Regions from separate parts of the Mus musculus genome. Here region 2 is linked to region 1. The links are chromatin contacts, called in public promoter capture Hi-C maps. All regions are on one chromosome and are shown on one strand. Each heading gives the region's core, a stretch centred on a gene start, on an enhancer-like site or on the middle of the called end of the contact. The rest is flanking DNA. Distances are from core to core; before and after follow the strand shown.

Evidence for each region. Promoter capture Hi-C pulls out the DNA fragments that hold promoters and counts their contacts.
Region 2: a contact with region 1 is called in a promoter capture Hi-C map of liver, with 4 times the contacts expected there. The contact joins the enhancer-like site here to the promoter of Mir670hg in region 1. A contact is called at or near these places in 16 of 39 promoter capture datasets (the 3T3-L1 cell line, 3T3-L1-derived adipocytes, the C10 cell line and 11 more), 1 of 15 datasets of contacts at CTCF or cohesin (the G1E-ER4 cell line), 19 of 484 Hi-C or Micro-C datasets (the BV-2 cell line, ECoMG myeloid progenitors, ECoMG-derived neutrophils and 15 more), 20 of 115 datasets of contacts at active chromatin or transcription factors (CD8 T cells, the NIH/3T3 cell line, bone marrow-derived dendritic cells and 14 more) and 1 of 9 other capture datasets (adipose tissue).

The regions. Positions count from the first base shown.
Region 1 is chr2:94,263,459-94,266,532 of GRCm38.p6, reverse strand. Mir670hg (a long non-coding RNA gene) reads left to right here and starts at 1,430. Exons shown (of 8, transcript XR_003953878.1): 1 at 1,430-2,011.
Region 2 is chr2:94,057,649-94,060,735 of GRCm38.p6, reverse strand. All of the region lies in intron 6 of Hsd17b12 (hydroxysteroid (17-beta) dehydrogenase 12), which reads left to right. Among named protein-coding and RNA genes, the nearest start is that of Alkbh3, 48 kb to the right of the region's middle. Within about 2 kb of position 1,330, at least 6 of the 459 cell types and tissues checked have an H3K27ac peak or open chromatin away from gene starts, as enhancers often do. A contact at or near this core is called in liver, where this site is marked.

The sequences.
Region 1 (3,074 bases), core at 181-2,680:
GCACAAGCGTAGCCTATTTGAGGGGGGTGGGCTAGGAGGAGGGGCCAAGGTGCAACAACTTTGCAAGAAATGAAGACCACCAGATGAGTATTAAATCCCTCCTCCGAAAATGAAAAGCCACAAACCCCCCCCCAAAAAAATCTGAAGATGATATATCTGTGGTGAAGGTGCTCGGTGGTCCCGTAAAGAAGTCACAGGTACATATGAAACGTCTGGATGCAAAAGAGACCTTCGGAAATTACAACGTTTAGCTATGTAAAGGACACAAGTGTCCTCGGCAGCAAGCACATACTTAATAAATGCAGAATTTTAATGATGCAATTTTGGCATCAGGTTGTGTATTTAAGTTCCCCTCGGATGAAACCTCCTTCTATTTTGAGGCATGAATCCTGTGTCTTTTCTGCCACGCAACCACACGAGGAAGAATAGCCCAGAGTCCTTGTCTATGAATGTACTGTCTCCACAAAGCATGAATGTGCTGGCACTTTGTGTTTGTATGAATGGGGGTTGCATGTGCTGGTCAGAGGCCACGTGAGACACGTGGGGTGGGAATTGTGTCTTTGGGAAAAAAAATGAATTGGAAGAAGGAAACAGCTATGAATGGCAGGAGTCTCTCCCGTGGAGCTCCCTCCCTCACAACGCCCCTCACCATCCTAAGACACACCTGTTTTATTAAAATGAATTCCTGACATTGCAAACAACAATAGACCAATGTATATACTGTGTGCCACTGTTCACAGGGTCCAGACTGGAGGAAAAAAAAAAAAAAAACAGGGCTGCAACACAAAAGATACTGCAGTCAGCTCAGGCAGGGAGCTATTTTTAGACCAGGGGGAAAAAAAGAGAGGGGGTGGGGCGAGAGAGAGGGAAAAAAAAGAAGAAGCACTTCTGGTTTTGCAATCTAATTTGGTCCCCTTTCTTAAGGAAAAAAAAAAAATCCCATCGATAGCAATTTCCATACAATCTGATTCTATTTGGCTCCTAGCAAAGAAGAAGAGATCTAGGGCTGAAAATTCTGGAGTTTTATGGCTGATTCTAGCTAGTAGCCTTTCTTCACCAGGCTCCAGCTGAATTAATTTGATACTATTTTTGAAAGTCAGTGTTTCTAAGGGAGACCTAATGACGCACTGACGTCAATGCAGGTCAATAGCACACGCTGCTGGAACTGGGCGTGCTACACCGAGCCAGGGCTGGAGCCTTTCCAAACAGCCCCAACTCTGCAAATATCCCAGCTTTGCAGGGGACCGGGGGGAGCCAGGGTTTTGTAAACACCGAGACCCCCATCATTTTTCCAGAGTCTCTTCAAAATTGATGCATATTTTCCTGACTCAAAGGAAAGCTAAACAGAAGCAGTCGCACTGCAGTATTTAAAAAAAAAAATCATACCTTTCAAAGGAATCATATGTAATTCGGGCAGCGTGCACACACATTTACACTCAGAAAGCAACGCATATCATTAGGGTGTGTCTATAAATAGACCCCAATGTGTGTGCATTGAGACTTAGTCCCTGGTCGGGGGTTTTCGAACGTGGGTGATGAATTCTGTGTTCTGATCAGTTACTCAGGAGGCGCCCGAATGTGAGGGGGTGGGAGTGTGGGAGGGGGCTGCCTCCTCTCTTCTCTTTCCCTCTGGCTGCTCTCCTCCCCTCTCCTCCCTCCTTCTCTCTCCCCCCTCCCTTCTTCCCTCCCCTCCCTTTTTCAGCATCTCCCCTACCCTTTCTTTCTCTTCTCTCCCTCTCTCCCCTCCCTCTCTCCCCCTCCCGCTCTCTTCTCCCTCTCCCTACAAGTCTGGCACTGAAGGAGAACTGTTTTGCTTTGCTCCGGGAAGAGTGCAGACACGACGTGAAATCCGGAGCTCTTTGCGTGGTGCATTTAAAATGCTTCCTTATTTATATTACCCTCATCCCCTCCCCTCTCCCACCCCCTCACCAGCCCTTCCAAATTTCCCTAGAAATCTGTGTAAAGCGTGGAGGGGAAAACATTTGCATAAAAAGTGAAGGAGCACGCCAAGGTAGGTTATACCATGCAGTGCCTTATGTTTGGCTTTGGCAAAGTTTATGATGTCAGTTGGTGAATGTTCGGAAGAGCAGCTCTTTATGACTGTCCGTGATTACTGTCTGTTTTTTTTTTTTTTTCATTGAACAATATCTGTACAAATTGCCTAGACTTCGTGAGCAGGCTTAGTTAGGGTCTTGTATGTGTGGTTCTTGCAAGAGGCATGGCAATCGGGAGACAGTCCTGTGGTGTTGAACAGGGGGAAAAGATGCTGTGTTGTGGGGTTGGGGGTGGCAGAGGGGAGGGGACTTCTCTAGTGGGCAACTGAACCTTCTAGTTTGCCAGACTTGGGGCTGATTCTCATTCACTAAATGTCTTCATTATTCTTGTAATGATTCTGCACATGAAAAGCTAGTTCCAAAAAGGTTTCATGAAGTCAGAACAAAGTGAGGGGAGCAGAGGGAGCTAAAGAGAGTTGGAGCATGCTGGTGAGGGATGTGGCAATGTTTCCTTAATAGAGAAATTAATCTCTCCTCGCAGAGTCTGGAAAAAAAATGCTGTCTTTAATAGGTGTAAGCAAAAATGATTTTAAAAAAAAGATTAGTAGGTGAAATAGAAAAAAAAAATGTTTCCATTGCAAGAGGGGAAAAAAAAAAAAAAAAACTGCTGCAGCTCACAACCACCTGTAGAGGGAAATCTTTATGCACAATTTCGTAAGGCTGGTTGTGTGGAGGAAAACCGCCTGGAAAGGCGCCTGGCAAACTTTGCTGCAGGAAGAGAGGCAGGCCCCCGCAGGGTGAAGGGCGAAATCGCGGGGGCGGCAGCGAGGGAGGGAAAGGATAGATGCTCACAGGAGCCGTCTGTGAAGCTGCAAAGTTGGCCTCCCTGGCACTGGAGTGGGGGTGGGGAATGGGGTGGGAGTGGAGGAGCGCTGATGTGGGCAAGCTTGAGCTAGGGAAGCGCCAAGGGGGCTCGAAGGTGTATGTCAGGGTGGGGGAGCTTCCGAGGAGGCTTTGTTGGTGTGATGTCAGGTACCTTGTGGAGCTGCGGAGATCTGAGGGGGGGGGGGGGGCGAGCGG
Region 2 (3,087 bases), core at 81-2,580, 210 kb after region 1:
CACACTGATGGCTTTTCTACAAACAGATGAATGCATTTTAAAAATTAAAACTTGTCGTTCTTTAAAATCACAGTGATTCTAAGTGTGGCCCTACAATGGTAAATGTGGATTAGTTGAAGTAAATTGGGAGAATTCCTTAGGTCAGAAGTTACAGATCTGTGGCTGGATAAGGACTACCAGCTTGTGTTGGTCAGTTCTGTTTTTAAAAGATGAAAGTTTCACATTCAGATTTATAGCTTCTCTTGGGAAAAATCTGAAAATCATGTGATACAGACCTAAGGAACTGAAAAGCAGCTGAGTATGTGAGCCTGGGCTCTCTAGCCCCTGCTGCTCTCTGCTGTTTGAGCAGTGCTTCTAGATATCTGAGTGTGAGTTCCTCACCAGGTGATTCCAAGTCTTTGGTCTACTTGAACTTAGTGAGCTTGAAAGATTGGATTGGTTTGGACCAAGTCAGCCTCCTGTGTCTCAGTCCATTTGCAGCTAATGTGACAAAAGTACCTCGGACTGTCGGATATAAAGAACCAACAAGCATCTCTCTCAGTGTGGGAGGATGAAGAGTTCAGGATCCAGGGGGCTGTCCTCATAGCTGGTGCCTGGTGCCTGCAGTGTTTCTTCACATGGTGAAGGGGAATGAACAGCTTTATCAGATCCCTGTCCTTGTGGGGTCATTGATCATCTCCCAACGTCTCCACCTTTAGTGTGCTATTGGGGTTTCCACCTATGAGCTTTGTGGGGCACAAGCATTCAGATCATCTCCCATTCTCGGTATTCTCTGAAATCCACATAGAACCTTGAGAGATGGCTCTCTTTTTTAGATGAGTGCTGTCAAAACAATATTGCTTGATCTGCCTGCTACCCTCAAAGCACTTATTGCATACTTTTAAAAAGCCAAGTTTTCTCCTTCTGTATCACTGTGCCTTCATTGTAGGTGGTTAGCAAAAGTGCTTAATGCTGTGCCATGCCCACGGTGTGAATGTTTGGATGAATAGTCAACAGGTAGAAAGTACCAAAGCATTCATTTTCTCTTTCTTGCATGGATATGCCTCTGGCAGGTGACACGGTACCAGCAGGGGGAGCCTTGTGTTAGCTTGGAAATCTACGGGGAGAGTTTTGTTCCTCAGTTTAATTGTATTTAATTTAGGAACTTGCTAGAAAGGTATCCTCATATTCTGCTTCCACAATTTAAGTTAACTTCAGGAAACTAAGAAATCCCAAGTAGGATGTGTCCTTCAACACCGATTTGCCCATCTACTGCTTTTCTGGGTGAGAATATTCGAAGTTAATATTTAGTCAGTTCATTTTGAAACTAGGACTACCAGTACATGTTGTCGCCTGCTACTAAAGCTTTTCAAGTATGCAGTACATTCAGCCCTTAGGGATGGCAATAGCAGGCTGCCTCAGACCCAGCAGAGGCAAACTATTTCCAAACACGGGCCAGCACTTCTTCCACGCCTTCTTCTGAAAATAAAGACACCCTTGTTGATTGGGTTTGGGGTTCTTTTTAGCTCATAGTGAACCTAGTTTATAGGAAAATGTCTTTCATATGTGTGAAAACATGACAGGGACTTGATCTTTAGGAATTGTTTTCTCTTTTCAACATCTGTCACTTTTAAGGAATTGTCACTTTGTTTTAGGGGGAAAAGATAATAGGAGCACTTGAAATACTCAAACATTGTACCATGGAAACACCGGATGATACTCTGTTCATTCCTCTTAATAATCTTTGCTTGGAATGTATAAATCAGGGGCTTAGGTTTGGCATCGTTAATTTCTGTGTTCTAGAAAGTTTTTTCTTTTCATTATATTATTTTAATATGGATCAAAGTAGAATGTATTGGACAAGGAAAAGCTTTATTTGTGGCCTGGGGCAACATTCCAATCTAAAAGAACTCTTGAACTTCCTCAATGACCTAAGCACCATGAAAAGGCAAAGTCAAATAACATTGTAAGATCTCAGAGCTCTCAAAACTATGTCTAATTAAGTTTTCCACCCTTGTGCAATAAATACTGTTAGCTATACAGGTGAGATTCTAAGAACTTCTAATTAAGCTATGTTCTCACTTCCTCACCTCCTTGCAGCTCAAATTATACTGTTTGCCAAAGGAAGTGTGTGCTGTGTCATTCTGGTGTGGCTTCCAGTAGTTTCTCAAAAGATGGGGGAGAGGCCATTGTAGAACATTATTGTTACTTTTCACATCTATACTATGATTGATTTTAAGATGTCTTTATTTCAGTTGAACACTTGTTTCAGATTTTCATGTTTCAGATTTTGTAAGAAACTGGTTCCTTCTAAACTATATTGGCTCCACTTCTCAGTTGCCTAAATCTAGACTTGATTGATTTCAGTATGTTTCTTTGAGGTCTGAATTAGGGCAAAGGTGAACCTATTGGCCATAAGAGATATTCTGACATTGCTCATGAAAAACCTGGTTTCTGGAAGCTGAGCCTAGATTCTGGGGTGGCTTGTTCTGTTTACTTCGCTAGTCACAAATAGTAGTGACACAGATCTTATTGAATCAAGTATCTTAAGTTTGACTGATTCATCATTTTCTTGAGATAAGTCCTTGTTATATAGTTTGGGCTGGCATGGAACCTGGTGTGGACCATCGAACTCATAATCCTCCTAACTCCTAACTGAGTACTGTGACTAAAGGAATGCAGAGCCTTGTCTGGCTCTTTTCACTAGAGCCTTAGAGCATTATAGCAGTGTTGGAACAGATGACCAAGTACCAGAAGTTATGTGATAAAGTAATGTGTGTTATATCAATTTTCATACCAAAGAGTAGAAACACCTAGATAGGTACCTGGGTTCCTTCTGTCAGCAGTGACTGCCACTGCAGAAGTAGAGATACCCAGAGTAGGCTTTGACAGTTTTGTTTCTGTTTCTGGTTTTGTTTTTTTGTTTTTGTTTTTTAAAGAAATAAGTTTGTAAGGGCTTTACTAATTATAAAAGCATTGCAAGATTGTTGCCAAAGATATTTGAAAACTATATGAGCACTAAGAAGAAAATAAATTCTGTGTAATCCTGGCAACAGATGGCTACATTTTAATACATTTTCAAGTATTTTCTAGGCCAGGAAGTCTATT